Linked DNA regions of Oryctolagus cuniculus: region 1 is linked to region 2. A link is a contact called in public Hi-C data. All regions are on one chromosome and are shown on one strand. The core of a region is the stretch at or near the end of the contact, and the rest is flanking DNA. Distances in the headings are between cores, read along the strand shown.

The links. A called contact is a pair of places that touch in the nucleus more often than the background predicts.
Region 1: a contact with region 2 is called in a Hi-C map of an unstated tissue, with 2.0 times the contacts expected there. The contact joins two enhancer-like sites. A contact is called at or near these places in 2 of 6 Hi-C or Micro-C datasets (psoas muscle and an unstated tissue).

The regions. Positions count from the first base shown.
Region 1 is chr18:61,822,593-61,826,099 of mOryCun1.1, forward strand. No RefSeq gene overlaps it. Among named protein-coding and RNA genes, the nearest start is that of MAF, 11 kb to the left of the region's middle. Within about 2 kb of position 1,374, at least 1 of the 8 cell types and tissues checked has an H3K27ac peak or open chromatin away from gene starts, as enhancers often do.
Region 2 is chr18:61,096,572-61,099,885 of mOryCun1.1, forward strand. All of the region lies in intron 8 of WWOX (WW domain containing oxidoreductase), which reads left to right. Among named protein-coding and RNA genes, the nearest start is that of WWOX, 650 kb to the left of the region's middle. Within about 2 kb of position 1,775, at least 1 of the 8 cell types and tissues checked has an H3K27ac peak or open chromatin away from gene starts, as enhancers often do.

The sequences.
Region 1 (3,507 bases), core at 124-2,623, 730 kb after region 2:
GTGGCATATTGTGCGAGATGGGAGTGGAGCATCGTATTGCATCACACCGCAACGTGGCTGGTTGGCAAGCGGGCCCTTCATCTCCATCTCCATTCTGATGCCATCTATCATGGGCACTGCTCAGGGAGGTGTCAGCTGACCGAGTCTCAGTGTGAATCCCTGGATCCAGCAGTCTTGTCCTGCCGTGGCAGCATCGTTATTCTCAAATGCCTACGTTAGCTTCAGCCCCATAAGCAAAGCAAATGATTAAAGGAGGAAGTTGGGGCAAAGAGCAGGAGAGCCAGGATTTCTTGACCTGTGACTGCAGCTCCCAGTGCCAGTAGGAAGCTGCATTGTGTCCCTGGAACTACCGCACTGGACTCCCTCCTTGGGAAGCTCAGAGCAAATCAGTTACAGACAGGTAGAGATAAAGTCAGGTGGCAAATGCAGATTATGAGAGTTTGAACTTGATCTCTTTATTCGCCTTTCTTGATGCTTTCGGGAATTTCTTTAACTCTTTGGACACTGGTATTTGCTCCACGTAAATACGCATTGGTCTGTTGGCAGGCTGCTTGCAAGTGTGACAGTGCACGAGGGAGCAGAGCAACGGAGGGTTTTGTGTTTTATTTAATGATGAAGCATATGCCTGCCTCTTCTTTCTCAAGACGCAGATACGAAGGAACGCAACCCTGAGTTTCCTCACTTCACTCCTGCCTCTCCGTTTGCAGCCCAGTATTCTGGGAGGCATTTAATCAAAGCATAACAGCAATTATTAAAAAAAAAAAAAAAAACCAACGCCCCTGACATCACGTTCCCATCTGTAATCAGAATTGCTAATATCTCCCTCCCTCCACTATCCTGGTGTAATCTCGGTGCGCATTCGGTTCCCTTGAGGTGACTAAGAGTCTAGTCATTAACACAGCATCCACCAGCTTTGTTGGAATTTACCCTCAGAAAGCCCTGTTCCCAGAACTCCCCGAGCAGACAGCAGCTCAGTGCCAGTCTCTCTTGGCCACTGCACAAGTCTGTGCATTTTCTTTGTATTGGAGGAGCTTCTCCAACTCAAGCTCCAACATGACGCTGCTGTCTGTTTCCTATGTCACAGGGGGAAAGGCTCAGTCTGAAGTTACTTGAAAGAAGAATTCGGCTTGTAGAGGCTTGCGTTTGACGCCTGCATTTTTACCTTTTCGGTAGCACTGGAATGATTTGAGAGTACTGATGATGGTGGTGGTGGTGCTGACAATAAGGCTGGTACCAGTTCACAGGGAATGCACGAGCTAGAGGCACGAGACTAATTCCGTGACGAAACAGGGGTTCCAATCCAGAGTTTGAGGCATTCTCTAAACAAACGTTCTAGTTTCTTCAACAAATAAATGATCTACAAAAGGGAGGGGGAGAAGGGAGGACTGTGACAGTTTGAAACAGACCTTGTTCTAGGGAGAAAAGAAGTGGATCTTACTCAGAGTTGTAACGCAGTGGTGGGAGGAGTGGCTAGGAGCGACGGCAGCGGGAGCTGCCCACACCCTGCCTCTCACTTGCCCCTGAGGGCCACGCTGTCTCCCAGCCATGGCGCCTGTGGCTCTGCACTTCTCTCAGCCGCTGCACCCTGGCTAACTTGTGTTGACCTCTGAGCCTCTCCGCCTTCTCTTAGGAGACCTTGGAGTGCTTCTCCCTACTCCACCCTGCTGGTGAATCTCCACTGTGTTCCCAGGCCCTCAGACACGGCATGTGTGACTTCCAGTGCAATTATGTGCACACTTTCAGTTTTTCAGAACATTTTGTAGAGTCACACGCATGTGTAATGAATAATACAGACAAATCCTGTGTACCCTTCACCAGCCTCTCTCAAGGCTGACGTCTTGCATCACAAGGGTGTGATAGCACAACCAGGAAACTGATATTGTTAGAATCCACTCACTTTATACAGGTCCCAGTAGTCTTACCTTCACTTATGTGTGTGTGCGTATTTCATCCCACGTAATCTTATCACACCTGTGAATTCCTACGACCGCCACAATCAGGATACAGAGCATCTCCACCAGAAAGGTTTCGTGTGAAATCCTTGCGATTGTCTTTTTGCCGGTTGATTTTTCTCAGGATTCTGGGAGTGTCTTGAAGCAGGGGCCTTCTGTCTCATCTCTGTGTCCTGGTTCAAGCTAACGCAGTCCCGCGCCTGGCTCCTGGGTGGCCCTTTCCGAATGGCCGTGGAAGGGATTCAGATTCTATCACAGAGAGAGAGAGCAGGACATCCAGAAGATTTTCTACAACGGTTTTGGTGAGGAGGGAGAGAAAAGCATCTTGAGACACAGAGAAAATACAATTTTCCAGGAACTTTTCTTCTGCGTAGGATTGTGACGCCCCAGAGGTCATGGTGGCTTTGTGGTTCCTTAAAATATCACCTGCTCATGTGATCCAAACAGAAACCTGTTTACAGAGAGCAAAGGTTTCTGGGCAAGATCAGGCATGGACACCAGACGTCGATGTGATGGCCTCAGTTTGGTTCCTTTGCATCATTTGTCTGTAAATATGGGTCCTTGGAAGTGAATGCATTTGAGAATCCTGGACTCATCACCAGCTTTTGTGGCCTGAGGCCTCACCCGCAACAGGAGTGAGCCTCTCTTGGTGAGGCTCCTGTTGGGGAGAGTCACGTGGGCAAGGAATTGGGATTTCTCTTCTCCAGACCGTGTCGTGAAAGTCCAGGAGGGAGGAAGGGTCCCTTAACCCCACTCTGGAGTTTCATCCTGCGAATGGTAGAATTTTCAGAAACATTTCTTAAAGTAGCAATGATTTTCAGGGCCGGTGCTGTGCCTCACTTGGCTAATGCTCCGCCTGCAACGCCGGCATCCCATATGGGCACCAGTCCTAGTCCAGGTTGCTCCTCTTCTAGTCCAGTTCTCTGCTGTGGCCCGGGAGGGCAGTGGACGATGGCCTGGGTGCTTGGGCTCCTGCACCCACATGGGAGACCAGGGAGAAGCACCTGGCTCCTGGCTTCAGATCGGTGCAGCACTGGCCGTAGCAGCCATTTGGGGAGTGAACCAACAGAAGGAGGACCTTTCTCTCTGTCTCTCTCTCACTGTCTATAACTCTACCTGTCAAAAAAAATTAAAAATTTTAAAAAAAGTAGCAATGATTTTCAAAGCAGCCCTTGTGCCTCATTGATGCATGAAGCCACCCATGATTGCAAAATTCTTGTCTAGGTAGATTTTACCAGAAAACTCTTATGTCATGCAACCAGACGTTGGGGGAAAGAGAAGGCACACTATCCCAAAGGCAGGGCAGGACTGCGGATACAGGGACAACTGCCAGGGCTTAGAAGTGTGCTCATGCTGCTCTCTTGCGGGTATGGAGAGTGAGACGTGGTGGAGAGTGTGAGGAATGGTGTCAGAGCTGTGGCAGGACACTGAGCTGTGTTTGGAAGTTCCCCGCGATAAAGTTGCCAGGGATGCTGGCGTTCAGAGTGCATGTCCTTACTGAGCTTATACGGCCAAGGATAGTGACGGACAACATACTCGGGGGTGGGGCTGTCGC
Region 2 (3,314 bases), core at 525-3,024:
TGGAAATTCAGTTGAGATACAAGTTTGTTATGTTCTTGACTGTCAGTGTGTACATCTGTAAAATGGGAACACTAGTAACATCGAATGATATGTTTGAGAGTAGAATGAGGCATTGTATATAAAGTATCTAATAGAGTGGCCAGCTAATAGTAAGGATCTGATAAATATGATATGATATTAAGTATTTTTGTCATTGTCAAATGGAAGAGAAATAAAAGTTTCAATAAGTGAACAAAATGAGATATTGGAAGAAGAAAATTAGATGGTGTGTAAGACAAGGCGAAGAAACTTTTGTGAGTGATTATACATAAAGATCCCAAGACCTATTGGGCAGTTCCTAGCAGTGTGTGCTCAAAGAGCATGTATGAGTGTGTAGTAAATTTGTTCAGCAATGAGAATGATTCTGAATATCACCCCAACTATCACATTTAGAAACACTCCTTGTCTTCTTTCCGGAGCCTTTAATCAGGATTGGCCAACTGCTATAACAAACAGCTCCCAGAACTGAACTTGGTGTCTTTGTTCAAGTAACATCAAGGTAGACATATTCAGCAGCCAGTCTGATGAGCTGTGATTTAGGGACCCAGGCTGATATCTTGGGCTTAGCTGTCCCTCAGAGCCTCCAAGTCTTCTGCAGGATCCTTAAAATCCAGACATGAAACAGAGTAAGAAGAAAAATGAGTCTCCTTGGAGATCTTATAGGCCAAACCAAGGAGCAGTGAGATGACTTCCACCTACTTAGATTGGCCAGATCTCAGTCACATGATGGCACACAGCTACAGAGAGCCTGGGAATCACAGTCTAGTGATACCTTCAAGTGGAAAAGGAAACATTTCAGGAACACATTGCCTCCTCTGTCTTGCTATCTGGTATTGGTGGCTTATTGTTGCTGTGGAGTTGCACAGTCTTAAGTTACACTAGTTTTATTTGGCCTTTTGGAAAAAGTTATTATCCATATTTATCATAGGTGTATCTGTTTGTTAGTATCATTGCTGTATATTAGAAAGAGCCCTGCCTAGGCTAGGAGCCAGAACTCTGCTTCAATTCCAAGCTCGGTGTCCAGCCATTCGTTGCTGTGTGAGTTCAGTTGGTTCACTGAATCCTTGACCCCAAGTTTCTTTGTCATTGGAGTTGAGGAAAGTGTCTACCTTGCCTGCCTCCTTGGGTGTGGATGAAGTGGCAGAATCTGTGACAGCAATTGCTTAACTAAAGAGCCCTTGCTAAAAGGGATGATATTATCTTGGTGATAGCCACCAGAGAATAAGATAACAAAATTAGAGGATTATGTTGCTTAGCTATGCATCACACAGGTATGCGTTTTTGTCTTTAAGTATCAAAGTGTAAAAATAAATAAATGAAAATCAGATTTACAAGGTGGCCCGAGAGGTACCTGCTTATGCTCATTTGACCAAATGCCTGATCTCGATGATTCTCTACAGGCAGTCAGGGAGGGTGCTGGGCAAGGTGGCTGAGGCCCTGTCACCTGATGGCTCTACTTTTCTAGTCTGGGACCTTGGATTTGCTCATCTGGAAAATGGGGAAATCCACCTTCTCGTTGGCACTGTGATAGGGAATGAGTGACACAGAAACATCTGCAGGCCACAAATCACTGTGGGACTGTAAGGGATCTTGGCATATTGAACCTGACCTTCTCATTTGTTTCTGAGGAAACTGAAACTCGGCGTGTCAGAGTGGCCTGCCCATTTTGCACAGGGAGTGAAGGGGAGGGCTGGGTTGGAGCACAAGGATCAGGAAGACCACAGCCTGGCCGGTTTGAACCCATGGCAGGGAGTCTGCATTGTGCCAGCAAGACTGCTCTGTGGAAGCGCTCATCCCAGGGACGACCCATCACCATTTGTAATCTGAGCTTGGATTACATCTGTATTCCCGGAATCTGGGTCAATAAGAGTAGAAGCCAGGCTGAGATTGACAGTGCCTTTCAGAAGAAAGACTGGGGTGGGGGTGGGGGAGCTTTCCTTTCTCTAGCCAAAGGTCAAATGTCAAAAAGCTAATAACAGAAACAAAGGACCCCACAAATGGAAAAAAAAAAAACAAAAACTGGTGATATGAGGGAATAAAAAATAAATTATCATGAATATGCCACTTTTTTTTACATCCTTATGCCCTGGGAGTTATTGGAGAGCCCATGCTCGTGTCCTTAGGCAGAAAGCGTGTTATCATTCATAAGCTTCGGCACATGCTATGTTCCCCTCACCCCCAAGGGAGAAGTTGGCTTTTTTTTCTTAAGAAATTTGCAGCAGTCTTTTCCCTATAGGTTTTTTTAGAAACATATATATTTTTAATTTCTCACCATCTCAGGGGTAAATAAATATATTATAATAAGCTATGGGATGCATAGCAGAGTATAACAATGATAAATGATGTTGTGTGTAATTTTTCTACTATTAACATAAAGTAATATAAACTGAAGGACACTAGTCTATTGAGAGACTTAGAAGCTAATGTTCCATATCAGATGCGGCCAATGTCAGGACTGAATACAGATTAGGCAGTGTCCTTTTCTCCCCAGGGGAATTAAAGTTTGAGACACCACTCACTGCCAGTGGCTTTACGGCATTTTGTTGGGGCCGGTGGTGCCTTTCTTGGTCTATTAATTCAGGAGCCGTAAATGACAATGTGAGCCAAATGCTTTTCCGGTGGGATGCATTTCATTTATGTGTGCTTGTGTCGCCTGTACCTCCTCAATCCATTTTGTCACAATAAGTGTTTTTAAATTGTGCAGATTACCTCCACTTCATTATGGTCCCTGGCATTTGCGTCTTACGTGAGGCCCTTATATAAAATTAGGAAATGTTTGCAACACTGCTTTTCTATGGAAAAGGGGAGGCAACATCAAAAACTTCGTGTGGATTTATTCTTCCTTTGCGATCTCATTTCAGCAGAGTTCACAGCCAGGGTGTGCTTTGCAAGGAGAAAGGAAAACCCAAAGGGAGATGCTTAGAGAAATTCTCTCCCTTTCTCTGTCTTCTGTCTCTCCCACCCCCACCCCAATTTCAACATGTCCTTCCTCTCTCTCTTATTTCATCTTGTCCATCTGGGTTTGCATACTTGGTCAAACATTGGTGGTTGCTGGTTTTCTTTTTTTAAGAACACATAAGCATTTAAGATTTTCTTGTGAAAATGGTATTCTCACTTGGGGAGTGAACCAGTGGATGGAAGACCTCTCTATCTCTTCCTCTCTCTGCAACTTCTGTCTGTCAAATAAGTGAAAGTAAATCTTTTTTTAAAAAAATGATATTCTCACCAGTGATAGTCTGCAAGCTGGAGGTATTTTGTTTTGTTTTAGATGCCAT